Linked DNA regions of Mus musculus: all the other regions are linked to region 2. The links are chromatin contacts, called in public HiChIP or PLAC-seq maps. All regions are on one chromosome and are shown on one strand. The core of a region is the stretch at or near the end of the contact, and the rest is flanking DNA. Distances in the headings are between cores, read along the strand shown. Region 1 overlaps Capn8 (calpain 8). Region 2 overlaps Tlr5 (toll-like receptor 5). Region 3 overlaps Fam177b (protein FAM177B).

What was found. HiChIP or PLAC-seq counts read pairs in DNA pulled down with a chosen protein or histone mark.
Region 1: a contact with region 2 is called in an H3K4me3 HiChIP or PLAC-seq map of embryonic basal ganglia, with 4 times the contacts expected there. The contact joins two enhancer-like sites. A contact is called at or near these places in 4 of 39 promoter capture datasets (the C10 cell line, embryonic stem cells, liver and 1 more), 1 of 484 Hi-C or Micro-C datasets (bone marrow-derived macrophages), 13 of 115 datasets of contacts at active chromatin or transcription factors (bone marrow-derived macrophages, craniofacial prominence, embryonic basal ganglia and 7 more) and 3 of 9 other capture datasets (adipose tissue, embryonic stem cells and liver).
Region 3: an H3K4me3 HiChIP or PLAC-seq map of embryonic basal ganglia shows a contact between it and region 2, with 3 times the contacts expected there. The contact joins two enhancer-like sites. A contact is called at or near these places in 3 of 39 promoter capture datasets (embryonic stem cells and neural stem cells), 3 of 15 datasets of contacts at CTCF or cohesin (CD8 T cells and the NIH/3T3 cell line), 3 of 484 Hi-C or Micro-C datasets (bone marrow-derived macrophages, embryonic fibroblasts and nephron progenitors), 16 of 115 datasets of contacts at active chromatin or transcription factors (acute myeloid leukemia, bone marrow-derived macrophages, embryonic basal ganglia and 7 more) and 3 of 9 other capture datasets (adipose tissue, liver and pancreatic islet).

Annotation. Positions count from the first base shown.
Region 1 is chr1:182,590,118-182,593,703 of GRCm38.p6, forward strand. The region is part of intron 2 of Capn8 (calpain 8); the gene reads left to right. Among named protein-coding and RNA genes, the nearest start is that of Capn8, 27 kb to the left of the region's middle. Within about 2 kb of position 1,569, at least 8 of the 459 cell types and tissues checked have an H3K27ac peak or open chromatin away from gene starts, as enhancers often do. A contact at or near this core is called in embryonic basal ganglia, where this site is marked.
Region 2 is chr1:182,957,580-182,960,871 of GRCm38.p6, forward strand. All of the region lies in intron 1 of Tlr5 (toll-like receptor 5), which reads left to right. Among named protein-coding and RNA genes, the nearest start is that of Tlr5, 4.4 kb to the left of the region's middle. Within about 2 kb of position 1,987, at least 91 of the 459 cell types and tissues checked have an H3K27ac peak or open chromatin away from gene starts, as enhancers often do. A contact at or near this core is called in embryonic basal ganglia, where this site is marked.
Region 3 is chr1:183,251,125-183,254,306 of GRCm38.p6, forward strand. Fam177b (protein FAM177B) reads right to left here. Exons shown (of 6, transcript XM_030244966.1): 6 at 3,176-3,182. The coding sequence ends at 3,176. Among named protein-coding and RNA genes, the nearest start is that of Fam177b, 23 kb to the right of the region's middle. Within about 2 kb of position 1,802, at least 10 of the 459 cell types and tissues checked have an H3K27ac peak or open chromatin away from gene starts, as enhancers often do. A contact at or near this core is called in embryonic basal ganglia, where this site is marked.

The DNA of each region.
Region 1 (3,586 bases), core at 319-2,818, 370 kb before region 2:
GCCTCCTGTTCAGAGTGTCTGGGCTTCTAAAGTTGTCTCTCCTCCAGTCGTTGCACTTCCCAAGGTGAGGAAGGCCCTCCTGCTGGCTTCCAGAGTTTGCCTTCTCCCCCTTCTCATCTCCCTGCAGTCCGGAAGCATCTCTTTCTACCTAGTGCTTGAGAAATTCCCCGAAGCCCGAGTTCTTGTAGCAATGGCTCTTGACATCTGCAGGCTGAAGGTTTTTTTTTTTTTTTTTTTCATTTATCACTTGCTTCTTTGTGTTTTGAGTCAGGCTCTTGCTCTATTGTCCAAGTTAGTCTCCAGCTACTGATCCTTTTGCCTCAACCTCCCGAGCAGCTGGATATACAGAACAGGAATAAAACGGCAGGTGTTGCTGCTACTGTCTCCACATTGCTAAACGCAGTGGTCAGGGTTCAGTCATTATCATCTCAAATCCGTGTGCGATATCTGCCCTGCTACTAACCTGTCTACTTCATGCCCCCCTTCTTTTGGTTGCCTGGATGCCACACTGGGATAGTTTTGCCTCTTGCCCTGGCCCTAGCAGTTACTTCTCAGTCTTTCTTTCCCACGAGGAACTGTAATTTGCTGAGCTGTAATTTAATGGCCACATTCTGTGTTCTAGCTGTTACAGATCCCATGTGATCAGTTAGTACCCATTCCAGTGGGGGATCACTCTGTAACACTGCCAGTGCCTAGATGATGAGCCGAGGCTCGGGAAGGTGCTGCCTCTTCTTGGGTCCACACAGCTAGTAAATAGCAGAGACAGGAGTCATACCTACATTTTATGCTATATTCCCACTAAGGGAACTGTACCCCCTCACTAAAGTCAACCTGTAAAGGCTATGGGAACCTCTTTCCCTCTGGCGTTTTCAAAGATGCAGCCCCAGCCTTGAGTAGCATTTCACACTCTTCATGAGATGCAGAGCCGCCAACAACCAGTATCCCTCTCTGTTGACTCATTATCTTCAGTCAGTCTCCCTTGAAAAGCATCGTACTTGGGTAGGTATCGTGTTTTGAACATGAGAAGTTTGTCTTAAAAAATGTTTTTGTGTGTGTGTGCTTGCATGGATTTATGTGCATCACATGGGTGCAGGAGCCCACTGAGGCCAAACGAAGGCATCGGATTCACTGGTACTAGGGTTATAGATGGCTGTGAGGCACTGGGTGGGTGCTAGGAACCGATCTCATCCTCTGGAAGAACAGTGAGTACTCCAAGCCTTTGAGCCATCTCTGCAGCCAGGAGAACTTTATCTTAAAGACAAGTTATTCCTAATCCATGATGAGAACAAGGCTGTTTGAGTCCAAAGTCTGGCTCCCACTCGCGGATGGGCTTGCCCCGTAAGTGTTTTCATATCCCTATCCCTCTGTGCTTCTGGTAAGACCCACTCCCTCCCAAGCTTCTTCAGATGCCCACTCTCTTACCAAACAGAGACGCTAGTGGGAAAGGCAGGCCTAAAGACCAACCAAATCTAGACAGCTCCTCACTGAGACTCTCTTTCCAGGCGATTCTAGACTGTGTCACGTGGCCAAGCAGATGGCCCTCACAAGAGCGATCCCTCCTGTCTCTGGAAGCACATCTATGCTTGCTGGTGCTGAGGAGTGCTTGGGCTTTCTCAGCACGCTCCTCTTCTGTGTGTCAGTTGATCGAGAGATTCATATGCAAATGCTAATCTCTGTAATTCCATACTCCATGATTCTCTGTGGAGGTCAGACAGACAACCCAGCCAGTGTCCCCAGCGCACAGCCAGTTCAATCAGCATATAGAATAATGTGTGTATTTCAAGTATCCCTACTTCTGATATTTTAAAGAGCTCCTTTAGTAGAGTTTCTTTTAGAACCATTTTACAGTGGCATTCTAATCACTTTGTTATTATCTCAGGAAAACGTTGGCTGAAAGAACCATTAACCTCTGCCTAAACAAGAGGAGATGAGGAACTCATAGTTCGTTGTGACAGGAGTCTGGAGGTGGGTGGCCCTGGGCTAGTTCTTAGAAATCCAGACACACACTGGGCTCCTGCTCTGTTTTCCCGAGTGTCTAGACTTCCATCCCACTCTGTAGCCCTGGGTTTCTGAGATGCCTATGGATCTCCAGGCATAAGTCAGACTTCCTAGGTAAGGAGACAGGGGAAGAGCAGTAGGCAGAAAATCTGCCATGCTTCATTAGGAAAGCAGGCGCTACTATCAAATTCCCACTTCAAACTTAAGCTCTTAGGAATGCTAACCTGAGGTCACTAGCCAGGAGGTGGCTGAAGAGAAGAGACCTGTCTGTGGACACTTTCTGAGGCTTTCTTGTCTACCTCACTTACCAACAGATTTGCCAGGGTAAATTCCAAAGCTTTGTGACTGCTTTTGGAAATCAGGACTATCCTCAGAGATCTAGGTGCCTCGGCTTTGAGGTAGGCCCCTCAAACAAGTGTCCAAGGTGTTTTAAGCAGAAGAGTAAATGCCTGTCATTCCAAGAAAGCTTTTGAAAGGAAGCACATTTGTTTGGGCACTTCAGAAAAAGCCTCCTTGTCAGGAGGAGTCACTCGAACGTCATGTAGTATTTGGCAGGGATCCAAATGTCTATACCTATGGCTTTCTTTGGATCCCATTGTGCTTACTGCAGCAGCTGAGTGGGCCCTGAAAAATGTCAGGAACGAAAGAGAGAAAGAAACATTAAACTCATCCTTGGCTGGGCAAGTGGATGTTAGCCACTGAGGGATGCCTTCTGGCATGTCTTCGTGTAATGTCCAGGAAGCACTCAGGGTGTGGTGTTGCAGCAGCTTAAAGACTGTGAGAATGTTCACATCAGAAGGGAGTCATGGTCATACCTGCCATAATGGCTGAGCAGCAAGCATCTCTGGTTTCCCTGAGAAGTCACCTGCTTCAGAGACACTGCAGAGCAGTCATTCTGCCCCTTTCCTGGGGACTGTGCCCATCTCACCTGTCACGGAGCTTTGAGTAGCCAAGCCTCTTGGTGTGATGCGGGTGTCATGTATGAGAGTCATGAGGTTTAATGCATGGCCCCGTTCACTTCAGCCCAGACCTTGGGTCGTCAGGTGAGAACACACGTTAGGCAGGCTTATTCACTCTCCAAGGGTCAGAACGTGACCCATGAACTCCTTTGGTCATTTGCTGACATGTTTTTCTTTGTCAAAAATTCACTGGGTCATCTCTGTCAGCTACTGGGATGCTACTGGGAGAGACTCCATGTTCCTTCTCGGCAGGAGGAGATCAGATATCAGGGATGAGAGACCCATATCAGGCAGCCTTGGTAGGGGCTAGGAGCTCTGTGGAGGGAGGGCTTGGGAATGTAGGGTTAATTAGAGATCACAAGGAACATGCCACGGTGGAGCCTCCCTGTGAGTGGACTTGGGGGCCCAGCTTGTGCGCTATGATCAGCTGAGAGGGATAAGGAAGGTCTCCAAAACATACAAAGGACAAAAGAAGTGCCTTCCGAGTGGACCCCAAGTTAGTGGGGGGGGGGGGGTGAAGACTCAACTGATCAAGTTGCAGGAAGCACCAGAGAGACACAGACAGACAGACAGACAGACAGACAGAAATACAGACAGACAGAACAAATAATAAAAGAGATCAGGCAGGA
Region 2 (3,292 bases), core at 737-3,236:
AGACACTCTCATAGTCAATGAGTAACTCAGAGGCCAATAAATACATGTGAGAGATACTGCAGGAGGCCCAGGCGCCTGAGCTGTGTCCCCTCTCATGTCCCCTTCATACCCACCCTGATTTAGAGAAAGGAACACCCAGAAGGGTTTGATGGTATCTCCGCACACGTGTAATAGAGGTGGCACCTAAAGCCACCACTGGTCCTGAGCTGCTGCCAGCACAGCTTTCTCAGAGGTATGACCCATCTCCATAGTGACAAAGCCACCTTTCCTTTCCTTTCTTGACCTGTAAAGCAAAAGAGAGTGTGAATCTCTCACATGGACATGCTCAGATGTGCAAGATTGCCACAACTCTCCTTTATTCTCCAGAAATCAGCTTACTGTGTGCTTGAGCTCTGGATCTTACCGGGCTGGGATTCACAGCAAACACCCCAGGATCGTCACAATTTCCAGATTTTATGCACTGCCAAGTCCTCGGGGACAAGGATAATCGGTATGTCCTGCTCAGTCATCTGATCACTCCGGTTACCCCTACGGGAGAGCCCTTAGGCTCGGTCTCCCTGACAGCCCCTTTCTGTTCTAGTGGCTTTAGCACTCTGCTACTTCATGGTACAAAACTAAAGTTCCTAGGTCCAAACCAAAGCCTCTCTTCTTCGGCCCTCTCTCTGTATCTACTGCCAAGCTGTCTTCTCCCTGAATTTCTCAACAAAGAGTCCGTGTCCTCACCTTAGAGGCCCTTCTTCGGAGCTGCAAGCTACTTCTGGGTATGGTTCTGTCACATGCCAGAGGGCAGTGGCTGGAGAAACTGTGTGAGAGGTGGTGTGGTGAGGCAAGGTGGAGATAGGAGGAAGGGAACAGCGAGTATTCTGGCCTCCTGTTACCAACCTACACGCTCTGAGAGTAAGTGTTGCTTAAAGCCAGGATCCATCCGTGTGACCCCAGTTCCATCACCAAGGACATTATTTTCCGCTGTTTTTAAGATCCCCTGCAACCAGCTTTCACGTGGAGATGGATATTCTGCTTGGAGAGGATCAGCTGTGGTCGGGGTGCTATCAGGTTCCCTTGGGTAACTTTAGAGTTTGCAGGCATGGGGACACACTTTCAGTTCAAGGTTGCCACTTGTACAGACGGAGCGACAGTTTGAACACACACCTTAACACCACTGTCAGCCCTGGATGGCTGTGTCCTGAATTGCAGAAACTGAGGACAAGAAAACCAAAACTTGTCCAGAATGCCCAGTTAGCAGCAGCAGGGGGATTCAAACACAGCACTGCTGGCTGTGACCTCACATACCATGGAGGTAATTGTCACCAGCAGACAAGAGCCTAGTCACTCGTACTGACTCTCTGAACCCAGTTTAGAATGGGACACACACACACCTCCATTGCCCTGCCCAGCAAACTCCACATGCATAAACCTCCCAGGGGGTGGGAGGGGTGGGGACTACGGGCTTCTGATTGGGTCCCTTCACCCAGCCCTTGCCTGTCTTCCAATGAAATCAGGGTTAGGGTCTTTCCTCCTCTGCACCTGGATTCTTGGGCCTGTCTTCTCCCAACTTTGGGGCTCAGCGTGGACCAGGAGTGTCTGTGCCAACCACAGAGCTAACTTGGTGTTATGGGCCTAAGAAGCTATCTCTATTTCAAATAGAGACTACAGATCCTCGCAGGGCTTAGTAGGGTTTCTGTTCCCTGTTCACACAGACCCCAATCCCAGTGGCTTCCAATTTACATCACTCTACAAAGGACTTCTGCTGCTCTTAGCAAATCGATTGCCTGTGTCATTACTTGCTTCAAGGCTTCCTTGGACTTCCCAGTTCGCTCTGCTCCAGCTCCCCGCCTCCCCCTCCCCCACACCCCCCTATCCCCGACCTGGCTGCTGCCCAGCTCTCCTGGCAGTTTACTTTGTCCGCCGCCGATACTCAAGGTTTAGCTGAGCTGCATTCCGGGAGGCTGTCAGAGCCTGCGGTGTTAATTTTCTAATTGAGAGCACCGTAGCCTAAACCTGGCGACAGACAGATCGGAGTGTTCGACTGCTCTGTGAGCTCCCTGTCCCCGAGGGATTTAAGTGCGCCTCGCCAGCCGCTAGTTTTGCATAATCATCCAGTTGAGATTATTTTATTTTGATCAGCTGTTGTAAAAAGTGCTCTAATGAGTCTATAATAAGCAGTCAGGAGGAGACCATTCGGAGCCTAAACCATTGGGATGCTGATACTGTTTTTACAGAGTATCGTTTTGTTTGTTGTTTGGGGGTGCCAGGGACCATTGCCTACAGGGCTCATTGTTATGTTATTTCTCATGGATGGTAAAGGAAATACCCTCCCATTCGAGAACCTGTTCCTTCTCTCTGCTTTCCCCTTCAGTGGCTTCTAAGGGTGTGCCTTGCTGGTGAGGCGTTGGTACATGAATGTTGGCTGTCTACTTAAGTAAGCAAAGCAAAGCTGGAGGATTACACACAGGTTTGGGTCCCAGTGCGGCTGGAGTACGGAAGTGGAAACGATTATCCATGCTATTTTATAGATGATTAAACTGAAACTCAAAGAACTCCAGCGCTTACCCAAGCTCACGCACCTGTTAAATGTGGAACTAGGATCGAATTGAGCCACTAGTTTGGTCGTCATCTAAATTTGGAAACGCACCCCATTAGGCAGGCAATCGGTGCTTCCCAGCGGAGCCCAGTCTAGCTTTCCTGCGAATGGCGGAGGACTCCTCCTCTGGTCTCTGCCCAGCGTGCGCCCCCTGCTGGTGACCAGGAGGACACCAGCAGGACCTGAGAAACTCGATCCCAAGCTCTCTGGCTTCCTTAGCTCAGATTAAACCATGGGGGCTCTTCCAGCTCTCCCTCGCGAGAAATCTCCAGCGAGAGGTGAGAGGATTTGGAGTGAATGCATTAGTATGGCCATAAGGCATTCACGGGAGAACGAGTTTGTGCCTCACAACCATGAGTATAAAAGCAGGAGTTGTGCCCATTAGAACGTGGTCAGCGGGTCAGCCCCATCACCTGGGTGCATGCTAGAAATGCAGTGGGGGAAAGCACTCACTGCCCGAGTGTGAGGACCTGAGTTCAAAACCCAGAACCTGTAACGCACAATCAGCAATCTCATTGAGATGGAAGAGACACGAGACTCCTCTGAAACGTGGGCGCCAGCTATCTCGGGGTCCAGAGTGGCAAACAGTGAAGACTCTCTGTCTCAAATAAGGTAGAAGAGGAATGGAATGATACCTGAAGTGACCCTCCGGCTTCCACGTGAAGCACGCACACATAGACAATTATTCTTAGTTGTTAAAAGCTCGTGCTG
Region 3 (3,182 bases), core at 552-3,051, 290 kb after region 2:
TTGTTTTCCCATTTCTCTATTGTAACACTGTGTATTTTGTAACCAATTATTGGTATCAGACTGTATTTGTGGGAAGTATTTCTACATTCTGTTAAGACCTATCTTGTACAAAGTAAACGCCACACACACACACACACACACACACACACACACAGAGTTACCTGCCTCTTGGATTTAGAGCGTTAGAACACTGATGGTGAGTGATGTGCGCTGAACAACTCTAGAGACCGTGAAAAGAGCAGAGGAGACAGAACACTTTAAAGTCAAAACATCTATTTGTAAGTATTAGTGTGTGTGCGTGTGTGCACATATGAGGTCGGAGAACACTTGCAGGAGTTGGTCCTCTCCTTCTATACGTGGGTCCAGGGAATTCCACTCTGGTCGTCAATGTTGGCAGCAAGTGTATTTCCCTACTAAGCCGTCTCCCTAGCCCCAGAGTACTCTCAATACTTACAATTTGAGTTTGTTTGTTTTTAGAGGAAACCTCCTTGCCTTGCATCCTGTTTCAGTGATTCCATAATCAACCCAGCTGCATTTTGTTATAGTTGATTTTTTAATATTTGCCTCTCCAGTGAACTAGAAGCGCCTTCACAGCATAGAGCCTGGTACAAGATAAGTATTTAGTAAACATTTCAAGAATGATCAAACGGAACTGGCAAAATGACTTGACAAGTAAGGTTACTTGCCACCAAGTCTGAGGATCTAAGTTTGATACCTGGGACCCACACAGTGGAAGAAAACTGACACTTGCAAACCTGTCTTTTGACATCAACATCAGCACCATACCAAGCGATCCCCTCAGTAGAATAAATGTGCTTTCTAAAAAGGAGTGAATAAACAAATTTAAAACCTACACTGAATGATTTCCTTACCCAGGCTGCTGACTGACTGTGTGCTCTGCATGGTTTAGGCTGACTGTGTGCTCTGCATGGTTTAGGTGGCATTTGCCTAGGTCTGTGTCACATCTGTGTCTATGGACTCTTCCAAGTCCTTTCTCCTTTGTATGTTCTTTACTTCTAGCCTCTCTCTCAGAACGGATGCCTGGGGTAGGAATGTGCATTAGACTCCTTCAATAGAGAGGTAGGGCTGAGGACTGAGAAGTGGAACCGATGGCCCAGAAATCAAAGCTCACCCTTGGAATGCCCTGACCCTGAATCACAAAAGGTGCTAAGATCTTGAAGTCCCACTTCCTGATTCATCAAAAAGACCAAAGGATGAAGAGTACCTTCAGACCCTCTTGGATTCCAGGAACCAACATGTCACCTGACAGTAGATAGCCTTCAACAATATCACGTGGAAGGGATAAGGAAGGGGAGGGAGAGAAGCAAGGGAGAGTAGCTTCGAGCTGTAAAATGGTTTCGCTAAAACTGTCATCAGAACCCAGTTCTCTCCCCCAGTCCGGCTCAAATGCCACCATCTTTTTGGCATCTTTAGCGTCACTGATCACATAAGGAATGGCATCTACTTCCCTCTTCCTGACGGCAACTTAATTATGAAAGCAATCTTCTCACATCGCCGCCACAGCTGCTACTTCCAGGTACCTGAAATGCCGGTGCCCCAGCTGTCTTGATTGAGGCCCAGTTTGTAGGAAAACAAGACAAAATACTTTGCTGCCTTGATTCTGGTGGGAATTTAATTTAATTAGCATCTGATTTACACAATGCACTTCTGACAGCTGTGTTTGTAGAGTCTCCGTGGAAGCGAGAAATTACCATCCATTGAAATCATCATCTAGACTTATTTATCATCCTGCCGCATCTTCCCAGCCTTGAGCGCTGGGGACTTCTGTGTCTTTCTGGCACGCTTCAAGAAGGTTAAGGTAAATAATACTAAAGTGAGTGCACCGGGCTTTGCAGGGGTGCTTAGTGCAGGCTTGTTCTGCAGCCTTAATCGGGTCAGGGCTGGAAGGGAGAGGCCTTGGAGGCTTGATCAAAGGGCAGATGCCTTTTCATGTTGGGTTTTAAGAAAGATGAAAGATCTCAAATGAAAAAATGCTTAACACCTGGGCAGGAGCTGCTGGCCACTCTGAGGAGGGTGGCTCAGGGTGGATGGGAGAGACCGAGGGTAGACACACACCGGGACTTCTTCAGGACCTACAGCTTGACTGAGGCAACTAAGAAATTGGGGGAGGGGGAAGTGCTTAGGTTAGTGACTGCCTGGCTCATAAGAAATCCTTGTTGGGGCTGGTGAGATGGCTCAGCGGTTAAGAACACTGACTGCTCTTCTAGAGGTCCTGAGTTCAATTCCCAGCAACCACACGGTGGCTCATAGCCATCAGGAATGAGATCTGATGCCCTCTTCTGGTGTGTCTGAAGAGAGCAACTGTGTACTCACATACATAAAATAAATAAATCTTTAAAAAAAAAGAAAGAAAAAGAAATCCTTTAGCCCCTGCTTTACAGGTCTTTTACTTAAAGGGTTTACAAGTGTTACTATGTATCTTGTAACTGGGAAGCCTCCCTCAGGGACCGAGAGACATTCTGGAGAATATAGTCATTTGTAGAATAAGATGGCCTCCTCCAAAACTCCATGGGAAGGCAGGATCCTAGCTTGTATCATCCCTGGCTGATGCACACAGTTAATATAAGTTCCTGCCCAGCCACCGGCCTGTTAAGTCCTCTACTGTCCGTTCCCTCTAATGTGCCTCAATCAAAATGGCACTAAGTTCCTCCTCCTTCTTCTGTACATGTTAAAATAAGTCTCCCCTTTTCAAAGTGTTGCACAGCAGATCCTGCGAGGCACCTCCAAGTCTGATCTTAGGATGATCCTGAGCTGGATCAAATAAAAGTCTCCGAACAATGGAGTTCTATGCTCAGAGCAGGGAGCTAATTGAAAAGTGCTGACCAATATTACAGCAAAGGACTAGAACAGTAAAAGCCTTGAAGGATACCAGCAAAACCCAAGATATTGCTGGACTCATTGACTCTCAAAAGCCCTGGAAACCCCACTCACTAGCCAATCAGAGTGAACCTGCCTCCCATTTCCTGGTTAGCTAATTTTTCAACAAAGCTTTTTCCTTTGTCATAGTATTGGCTTCTCTGTACATGGGTGTATTTGTTTCCTTGCTCTGGAGTCATCCAGACAGGACTGAAGGATCTTCAGAATGGTTAAGCCCAATCAGTTCACTATCCCTTGTGTTGAATAAACCAATCATCTAAAGAATTATTAGTGTGGCTTAATAG